Regions from separate parts of the Macaca mulatta genome. Here region 2 is linked to region 1. The links are chromatin contacts, called in public Hi-C maps. All regions are on one chromosome and are shown on one strand. Each heading gives the region's core, a stretch centred on a gene start, on an enhancer-like site or on the middle of the called end of the contact. The rest is flanking DNA. Distances are from core to core; before and after follow the strand shown.

Evidence for each region. Hi-C and Micro-C count contacts between places; a contact is called where the count stands out from the background.
Region 2: a contact with region 1 is called in a Hi-C map of blood, with 5 times the contacts expected there. The contact joins the enhancer-like site here to the promoter of DUSP5 in region 1. A contact is called at or near these places in 5 of 14 Hi-C or Micro-C datasets (blood, cortical neurons, fetal cortex germinal zone and 2 more).

The regions. Positions count from the first base shown.
Region 1 is chr9:122,675,322-122,680,522 of T2T-MMU8v2.0, reverse strand. DUSP5 (dual specificity phosphatase 5) reads right to left here and starts at 2,432. Exons shown (of 4, transcript XM_001086701.5): 1 at 1,854-2,432. The coding sequence starts at 2,232.
Region 2 is chr9:122,719,777-122,724,977 of T2T-MMU8v2.0, reverse strand. No RefSeq gene overlaps it. Among named protein-coding and RNA genes, the nearest start is that of SMC3, 27 kb to the left of the region's middle. Within about 2 kb of position 2,182, at least 7 of the 40 cell types and tissues checked have an H3K27ac peak or open chromatin away from gene starts, as enhancers often do. A contact at or near this core is called in blood, where this site is marked.

The DNA.
Region 1 (5,201 bases), core at 1,183-3,682:
TGAAAGGCACTGCACACACAAGAGCACATGGAGAAGGAGATCTACCCCACTGCTTGGAACAGTGAGGCCGGACGCAACCTAATGGCCCTTACAGGAGACCGGTTCAATGTGAAACAGACATGTATGGTCAGATATGGACAAGTCTCCCTGATCTAGGATTACAAGAGGCAAGACAGGAACTATACAAAATCAATCTATTTCTAAGATTCTTATGAAAAATTATCTAAAGGTAAACAAGAAATAGTTGGCTGTCTCTGGGGAGTGGAACTGGGTTCTAAGATATGCAGAAGACCCGCTTCTCATCATACGGCCTTCATGCTGTTCAAATTTGTACCTGTGTATATGTTACCTTCTTTTAAAAAACATTTGAACAGTTTTCCTGAGATGTGAGTCTACAGAGTTGCCTACTTTGTGGCGGTAACTTCTAAACTGTCAGCAGGGCCCGCTTAGAGAAGCATGGGGAGCAGAGCGGGGACCAGGAAGGGTCTCCTGGAACCTCTTTCATGCTACTTAGGAGGCATAAACTTTTCCTAAGAACAGGAGACAAAAACCATATTGGGAAGAGAAAGAAATCAGGAGCCGCGCTGAAACCTCTGCAGAGCCAGAAGGCCATCCCTCTATCCCCTGGGGGCTAGGCTGCCAGAAGAAAGACGATTACCATCTACCTCTGTTATCTCTTCAACAGGAAATCAACAGGGGATCAGTCAGCAGGAGGTGCTAGCAGAGAGGGGAACTGTCTCCAGAATCTTCCAGGCCCGGAGTGTGTGAAACTCAAGTTGCATGGCTTTAAAACAGGCTCCTAACTCTCGGCGCCGGCTCCCTGCACCGAGCTCTGATCCCCATCACTGTTACATTCCAAGGTGCCTGCGCCAGGGCTGGCACGGCCTTGGGGCCCTGCTGGGGCTGAGCCCTCATCTCTTCATGTGGGTCAGGTCTCCCCGGGTGTCATTTGAGGTTACAAAGGACTCAAATACAAAGCAGGAGCAGTCATAGGAAGTGACCCAGAAAAAACCAGTGCTTTGGACTTTGAGAGTCAATCACCCACCCACCACTAGAAGCCAAAGTTATCTTCCTGGCAGGTGAAATGGGCAGGCCTGTGGTGGTAGCTCCGGGAGGTGTCAAATCAAAGGCCGCAGAATCTCCACACCACCCTGCCCCCGCGCACCTCTATTTCCTGGCTGGCCGGCTGTAGGCTCGGCTCAGGATGGGTCCCAAGGATAATCCTGGGGCGGAGGAGGGAGGAGGTGAAAAGGGTGGGAAGGATGTGAGCTCCAAACTGAGCTAGAGAAAGATCTAGGAGAGAAGAGGCCGGAGGGAAACAATAAAAAGCAATAAAATGAAATGGAAAGGGAAGGGACTCGCCAGGTCAAAAAGTCAAGAGGGGTCGGTGAAGACACAGGTGGCTAGGCGGGAGGAAGGGGGGCACCATGGCGCCACACCATGGGGGAAGGGGTCGCGACCTGCTGATCCCACCAGATCAGTCTATCAGGAAGGCCCCAAGCCCTGACCCCAGCGACAGCGGCGAAGCTCGGGTCTTGAAAGGGGGCTCGTGCCCAGCACGGGCCGACGGTCCCCAAACTGCTAAGCAGCAGCAACCCCGCAGCATAACCAACTCCACCCAGCCCGGCGGACAGACCGGCTGCCAGGCGCTTTCGAGGAACTCGGGTGGGGAAGAGGGGGAGCTCTGAGTGTTGACATTTGCAGTGCCCTCCCAAGCGCACAACAAGCCCCAGAGTGCAGACTCCGGCAGGTGGTGACTCTCCCGGTCCCAGGGTGTAGGATGGCGCCCCGGCACAGGGAAGGGACCCGGGGGCGCCGGAGGGGCGAGCGTGGCAGGGACCCCGCGCGCTCACCTTTGAGGAAGTAGACCCGCGGGCCGGCGGGCAGACAGGCGAGCAGCGAGGTGAGCACGACACGGGCGGCGCTCTCCTCCCGCAGCTTCTGCCAGTGGCGGCTGCCCTGGTCCAGCACCACCACGGCCGCCACGCCGCCGCCGCCCTCCTGCAGGAGCCGCGCGCGCGCCGCCTCGTCGGGCAGCACGTAGCGCGCCGATACCGCGCCGCCCCGGGCCCGCCGCAGCACCACCGAGTTGAGGTTGACGTTGAGCGAGCCGCGCACGTTCGAGGCGGCGAAAGCCAGGTAGGGCCGGCAGTCAAGCACCACGCAGCGCGCCGCCGCCTCCTTGCGGAGCATCTTGCGCAGCTGGCACCCGTCGAGCGACGTGACCTTCATGCCGCCGCCGCCGCCGGCCAGCGGCCCCGCGCCGCGCGCCCCGCGGGTGCCCACGGCCAGGATGCCCGCGGGCGAGGCACGGGAGGGCGACCCGCGGGGCTGCGGCCGCGACGGAGCCCGGCGCCCGAGCGGCGGCGCAACTCCGCGTTCTCGCCTCGCGCGCTCGATACCCACCCCGGCCGCTCGCCGCCACAGAAGCCGGGGATTCCGCCGGCCGCGCAGCGTTTTATGTGAATGAGTACCGTCCGTGACGCGGCTGCCCATATAAGGCCAAATATGGGTGTTTCCCCGCCCCTCGGGCCGTGGCCACGCCCTACCGGGGGCGGGGCAGCGGGGGCGAGGGACTTGCGGGGCGGGTGCCGGCATTAGAGCAAGAGGAAGTGGAAGGCGCCTCCTCGTTTTCTCCTCTGCGCTGCGCTGAGGGACTCACTCGCGCATCACCCGCGGCTGCCGGCCGTGTGTCGAGGCGCTCCGGGCCACAGTGACCCCCGCGGTGCGGTCCGAGGAGGAAGCGCTGTGGGAGGCGGGGCGGCGCCGCATGATCCGGCCTTCGGCTTCACGGACGTGGGCCGAGAACCCGCCCGTGCCGCGCTGAGCAGGGCCGAGGGAGCCGGCCAGGGCCGCAGAGGAGTCCGGAACGGATTCCTGTCGCTACTGAGGTCTGCGCGTGTAAGGGGAGGACGTGGGAGATTTGCCTCGAGGGGTGGGGTATGGATGACTGGAGGGGTCGGGCGCGGGTTGGTCATCGCTGAGGCTGGGTGATGGGTGGCCGAATTCGTTATATTGTTTTCTCCACTTTTCTGTATGTTTGAAATTTTTCATAATAAAGATTCTAAAAGTAAAAACGGGGGTTGGAGGTCGGCGGTGAGAAAAGCCATTTAATCTCCCTAAATGGATTCTGCCCTCAAAGGATTGACGCTCTTTTCTCTGTCACTCTCCAATAATGATTAGAATAATAAGTTGTATTTTGAGGAGCTGTTTTCTGGTCCCGGGGAAATCCGTGGTGAACTCATCAGTAGCATCAGCGTGTATCCCACGGTGGAGCTCAGTTCAGCCAACTGTTGTCCAGGTGGCTTCTGGATTTGGGGGATTATCTGTGGATCAAGTTTAATCTCAGGCTGTCTGCCCCCACCGGTTCCCAGGGGCTTCAGGCCTTCCACCCCTATTCCTGGGGAAGCAGACACAACTCACCCATTCAGTAAGCATTTATTGAGGGTCAGCTGTGTGCCAGGGCTCCCCTAGCTGTGGGGACAAGTGGATGGAAACAGGTTTCTGCCCCCAAGCTCACTGCCAACCATTTTATTGTTAGCCTGGCTGGGACTGCTTGATGGAAAACAGTCTGCCCGCACTAGACAAGGGCTTGTTGACAACTGACATAAGGGAAGGAGGTTTTCAGAAGGAAGCAGAGATCAAATTCTGAAATCAGATGCAATCAAATCAGACACCAGAACAGCCGGCATTGCCTCTGGGTCACGGCTGCATTCACCAAAAGGCGCTGTCCTCGCCTTGCCAGTGGGGTCTTGGTGAAGACGTGATGCGGGGGCCTTCTTTCTCTTTGTGGTTATCTGTGCCAGCCTTCCCTGCAAACTGCTCTTCCTCCAGCACGTTCTGTTTCTGTTACCGGCTCTTTCCACCCCCGATATCTCAGCCCAGAGCCACACACGTACGTGGAGCACCCACGTGGGCCAGGCTTTGTTTTGGGGCTGGCGGCACCAACGTAAGACTTGTACTCAGCTCCAGCTGCCCCCAGCCCAGAGGGGAGGGGAGGGCCTGTATTCCGTAGGGAACAGCGCCCAGCAGGGGTGTGGCAGGGTGGGGCGTGGGCTGGAGAAGGCCTCCCAGAGGAGATGAGGGCTGAGGCCAATTCCGAGGAATTGTAAGCCAGACTACGAAGCAGGAGGGGTGATTCCAGGCAGAGGAAACTGCTTGAGGTAAAGAAAACAAAAAAACACAAAACCCAGCATGGTGCGTACTGGAGGTACGTGGGAGACTAAGGCCCTTCTGGTATTTATTAGCAGATTAAGCAGGGTCAGGCAACAGAGGGCCTTGTGCTGTTTGACTCAATTGGGTCTTAGTCTTTGGCCCGGACAGTCCCCAATGAGGGATCTTACTCAGTGACCAGATCCGGATAGCATTTGGGAACATCGCTGAGGCGGCTGTGTGCGGGATGAGTGTTTTATTTGAGAGTGGGGGAGGAGTCCGGAGTCTGGGGGATGGATGGGAGGATTTCATGGGTAATCTAGAGCTGAGCTGATATGGGCCTGCCAGAAAAGCAGCTATGGGGAGCCCATAAGAATGGGAGCACATTGAGGAAGTAAGATGCTGGGAGGGGTGAGATGGGGAGAGAGAACTGGAGACTGACACCAAAGATTTTTTTTTTTTTTTTTTAAAGATACGTTCTCACTGTGTTGGCCAGTGTGGTCTCAAATTCCTGGCCTCAAGTAATCCTCCCACCTCAACCTCCTAAAGTGCTGGGATTATAGATATGAGCCACCACACCCAACACCCAGTTAGCATTTTTCTTTTCTTTTTTCTTTCTTTCTTTCTTTTTTTTTTTGGGGCGGGGGGACAGAGTTTCCCTCTGTCGCCCAGGTGGGAGTGCAGTGGTGTGATCTTGGCTCCCAGATTCAAGCAATTCTTCTGCCTCAGCCTCCTGAGTAGCTGGGATTGCAGGTGCACACCACCACGCCAGGCTAATTTTTGTATTTTTAGTAGAGATGGGGTTTCACCATGTTGGTCAGGCTGGTCTCAAACTCCTGACCTTGTGATCCGCCCGCCCCCAACGTGCTGGGATTATAGGTGTGACCCGTGAGCCACCATGCCCAGCTGACACCATAGTTTTTAACCTTTAGATAGGAACTCTACAGGAGCAGGTCTGGGGTGAGGGTAGCAGGAAAAGGAGGAGTGGGTGAAGTTTATACATGTTAATAAGCTAGAGTTGGTCACACCAAGGAGGGTGCCCAGAAAGC
Region 2 (5,201 bases), core at 933-3,432, 45 kb before region 1:
GGAGACTCCGTCTCAAAAACAAATATTAAAAGTAAAAATAAAAATAACGAACTGGGTAGGTAGGAACAGAAAATGGCTGGAACTTTTGAAAGGCTGTTTGTCAATATGGACCAACGATTCTCCTTCAGGAAATTTATCACTGGGGAGTAGTGAAAGTTGCTCAGCTCAGGGCCAGGCGCGGTAGGTAGCTCATGCCTGTAATCCCAGCACTTTGGGAGGCCAAGGTGGGTGGATCACCTGAGGTCAACAGTGCTGGCTAACATGGTAGAACTCTGTCTCTACTAAAAATACAAAAATTAGCTGGGTGTGATGGTGCTCGCCTGTAGTCCCAGCTACCTGGAGCCTGAGGCAGGAGAATCACTTGAACCCGGGATGCGGAGTTTGCAATGAGCCGAGATCATGCCATTGCACTCCAGCCCAGGCTTCAGAGCAAGACTCTGTCTAAAAAAAAGAAAAAAAAAAAAAAAGGAAAAGAAAGAAAGTTGCTCAGCTGCTAAGATGTTCATTTTTGCATTGTTTATAATGGAGACACTGCTCAACAATATGAGGTTGGTTAAATAAAAGATGACGACCAGGCTCAGTAGCTCATGCCTGTAATCCCAGCACTTCGGGAGGCCAAGGCAGGTGGATTCCCTTGAGCCCAGGAGTTCAAGACCAACCTGGGCAACATGGAGAGATCCTGCCTCTACAAAAAAAAAAAAAAAAAATTAAAAATTAACTGAGTGTGATGACGCATGCCTGTAGTCCCAGCTACCTGGGAGGCTGAGGTGGGAGCATCACCTGAGCCCTGGAGGTTGATCAACACCACACACAGTGAGGTGTGATCGTGCCACTGCCCTCCAGCCTGGGTGACAGAGTGAGACCCTGTCTGAAAAAATAAATAATAAGGCTGGGCATGGTGCCTCATGCCTGTAATCCCCGCACTTTGGGAGGGTGAGGAGGGCAGATTGCTTGAGGTCAGAAGTTCGAGAGCAGTCTGGCCAACTTGGTGAAACCCAGTCTCTACTAAAAATACAAAAGTTAGCCGGGTGTGGTGGCACATGCCTGTAATCCCCAGCTACTTGGGAGGCCGAGGCAGGAAAATCGCTTAAACTTGGGAGTCAGAGGCTGCAGTGAGCCAAGACCGCACCACTGCATTCCAGCCTGGGTGATGGAGTGAGACTCTGTCCAAAAAAAAAAAAAAAAAAAAAATATATATATATATATGATATGGCCATATCATGTCTGACTTTTTCTTTTTAATCATGCGGTAGAGGATGTGAAGATATCAGATGATGTTAATATATGGTCATAAGTTAAAAGAGTCAGTTTTAAGACACCATGGGAGTAGGATCCTGTTTTTGTTTTTAAAAACAATAACACATAAAAAGGCCTGGAGGGACACATACGAAAATGCTACTAACAGTTATCTCTGGCTGATGGAATTGTGGGAGATTTGAGTTTTTTCCTTTTGGCTTATCAAACATTTTCCATATTCAGTAATTAACATGATGTATCACCTTGCAGTTGAAAATTATCTGTGAAAATAACTAAAAGGAAGTGCGCATTTGGTGATATCTAGTTTGTGCCTGGACTTTTCCATATGTTATCTCATTTACTCTTTAAAACAGCTGTGTGAGTTAGGTGTTATGGTGCCCATTTTATTTGTGGAGAAACTGACATAGACTTTTAGGTAACTTGCCCAAAGTCACATAGTTAGTAAGTGCTGGAGCCATGATTTCCAGCCAATTTCATCTGACCACCCGCTTTTTACTACACCACTTGCCTCCCTCTAAATAATTCCCAGGTCCCTTTGTAGTCTTTCAACATTCTGAGCAACCTTTTGCTTATGCAGTGGTCTCAACTTGCCTCATCCATCAGGAGAGAACAATAGTGCAGCAGCAGTAATCTTGTTGCTGCTGAACTCAAGGAATTGGCTTATAAACTAACACATCCATTTCCTGTTTCATTATTCCCACTCTTGTTGATTACTTAGAATAAATTGGTCTCTCAGGATCTGATTAGGGCTGCAGGAACTGGTGGATTAACATAGGGCCAGACCCGAGGCCATGCTGGTGGGCTCTGGCTAGCCTGGCTGGTTTCCTGCCCAGCCTCCTTCACTCTGGCTCCCATTGAAGGGAGTGGGTCATTTGAAATAAGCTCTGTCTTTGGTACATACCAGTAGCTGGATGATGCCCCAGCATATGTTAACCCAGGGCATTAGGAGGAATGTTCAGTTTCCCGTATGTAGGGATGGAGTCTCTGTGCCACCCAGGCTGGTCTCAAACTCCTGCCTTGGCATCCCAAAGTGCTGGGGTTACAGGCATGAGGCACCTTGCCCAGCCTGGAAGAGCTGCTTTTAACTAAATAGTATTTGTCTGAAAGAAAGAGAGAGAGAGAGAGAGAGAGAGAGAGAGAGAGAGAGAGAGAGGAGGAAGGAAAGAAGGAAAGGAAAGAAAGAAAGAAAGAAAGAAAGAAAGAAAGAAAGAAAGAAAGAAAGAAAGAAAGAAAGAAAGAAAGAAAGAAAGAAAGAGAGAGAGAAAGAAAGAGAAAGAAAGAAAGAAAGAAAGAAAGAAAGAAAGAAAGAAAGAAAGAAAGAAAGAAAGAAAGAAAGAAAAGAAGGAAAGAAGGAGAAAGAAAGGAAAAGGAAAAGGAAAGGAAAGGAAAAGAAAAGAAAAGAGAAGAAAAGAAGAAAACAATATAATCTTTTGCCAATAGCCTTTAGTCCCTTTTGTGGCTGTCAATTGTTGCACCCAAAATGACTCATTTCTCTGACTCCTCTCTTGGGGGATGGGGTTCTTGCCTGCCTTCATCACCAGCCTACTTTTAACTGATGAGTTATTGAGCTCTATACTGGAAAGTAAACATTTCAGTGTTATGAAAAGGGTTTGTAAACTGAAAGTCTATAAATCTGAGAAAAAGGTCAAGAGCCTCTTGTAAGAAGCATCACGCACTTGCAATATCCGGTACTCTGTTACACCACTTAAATCACCTACTGTGTTGCTGGAAGCACTTTGGGAACTTTTTAACCTCAGTGTTTTTATTTTAGTTTCTATAACTAACACATACACATGATAAAAATGGCATTAAGGGATGAATAGTGTCCCTCTCACCCAAGACCCTTGCCCTCTGGCCTCCCTCTCCAGAGGTGAACACATAACCAGTTTCCTGAGTATCCTTGTGCAAAGTCACTAGACACCTGGAAGGCATTTTATTTATTGTTTATAGAATATGCATTTATATACTGCCTTAAAGAAACACGCCATTTCATTCTTCCTGACCCTATTCATTCTATTCAACCAAGGGCCAGCACCAGGGATACAAGAACCAATAAGGCTGTCGTGCCTTTCAAGGAGCTCATAGCTGAGCACAGGGGAACATACATGTAAATAGGACTGAACACAGAGTGCCCTGATGGGTGGCTAAAATGCCCCTTGGTGCCCCCGAGTTGGTCCTGATCCAGTCATCCCTGGTGCTATCTTGTGACAGTGTGGCTGGTTTTCCAGATGTAGCTGCAGGGCTCCTGCAAGACCTCCAAGCCAGGGGTAAGCTTGCCTTCCTGGAGAAAAGGGTAACTCTTTTCCTCAAAGTCCCCAAAGGAACCCCAGAGGTCCATCCCACAGCCTGTGACCCCCAGCCTGGAGCAGGCCTTTGCAGTCCCTTCCAAAGTACTTGGAATGCCCACCCTAGCATCATCAGACCAGAAAAGACTTCATAGGGTAAGCCACTTTCTTTCCAGATTCTCACAGATCTTGTCCCCGTCATAGGGACTTCTGGCCTCTTTGGGAACACAACAGTGACTGGGCACTTCCTCCCAGGGAAGCCCTCTTAGTGGTCACACAACATAAATGGTTAGAAAGAGCTTCCCTATATTGGCCAACACATGTGGTCCAGTGACGTCTATCCACTGCAGGATTATCCAACAGGTAGACCACACGGGGCTATGGCACCAACAAAGTGGAGGCAACAGAAAGTGAGAAAAAAAGACACTGATAAAATAGGGCTGAAGTGGTCATTATGGAAATAATCAGAACATTACTGAATTTCCTTATGCTTGTTTTTATTTATTTTTTCTTTTTTAAACTTTTTATTATGTACTAATATATGATATTTACGTGTAAATAGTTTTGGGACATGTGATAATTTCATACATTCATATAATTTATAAAGATCAAATCAGTATACTTGGGATGTCCATCACCTTAAATGTTTAATCTTTTCCTTACGCTGGAAATGTTCAAATTATTCTCTTCTAGCTATTTTGAAATGTACAATAGATGATTATAAATTATAGTTGCCCTCCTTATGTATCAAACACTAGGTCTTATGTATTCTATCAAATGGTATGTTTGTACCCATTAAACAATTTATCTTCATCCCCAGTTCCCTTCGCCTTCCCAGCCTCTAGTAACCACCAATCTACTCTCTCTCTTTATGAGATCCACTTTTGTAGCTCCTACGTGTGACTGAAATCATGCAGTATTTGTTTTTCTGTGCCTGGCTTATTTCACTTAACATAATGTCCTCCAGTTCCATCTATGTTGCTGCATATGACAGAATTTCATTCTTTTTATGGCTGAATAATATTCCATTGTGTGTATGTACCATATTTTCTTTATCCATTTATCTGTTGATGGGCACTTAGGTTGATGCCATATGTTGGCTACGGTGAATAGTGCTGCAGTAAACATGGGAGTGCAGACATCTCTTCCATATATTGACTTTCTTCCTTTTGGATGTACACCTAGCAGTGGAATTCCTGGATCATATGGTCATTCTATTTTTAGTTTTTTGAGGAACCTCAATACTATTTTCCATAGTAGCTGTTCTCATGTGCATTCCCACTAGCAGTGTATGAGAATTCTCCTTTCTTCACATCCTTGCCAGCATCTGTTATTGCTTTTTTTTTTTAAATAAATAAAAGTCATTTTAACTGGGGTGAGATGATATTTCATTGTTTTGATTTGCATTTCTCTCGTGATTAATGATGTTGAGCACATACCTGTTGGCCATTTGTATGCCTTCTTTTGAGAGATGCCTATTAGCTATTTTGCCCATTTTTAAATGGGATTATTTGTTTTGTTCCTGTTGAGTTGTTTGAGCTTTTTATATGTCCTGTCAGGTGGCTAGTTGCAAGTATTTTCCCCCATTCTGTAGGTTGTCTCTTCACTTTGTTGATTATTTCCTTTACAGTACAAAAGCTTTTTAGCTTAATGTAATCC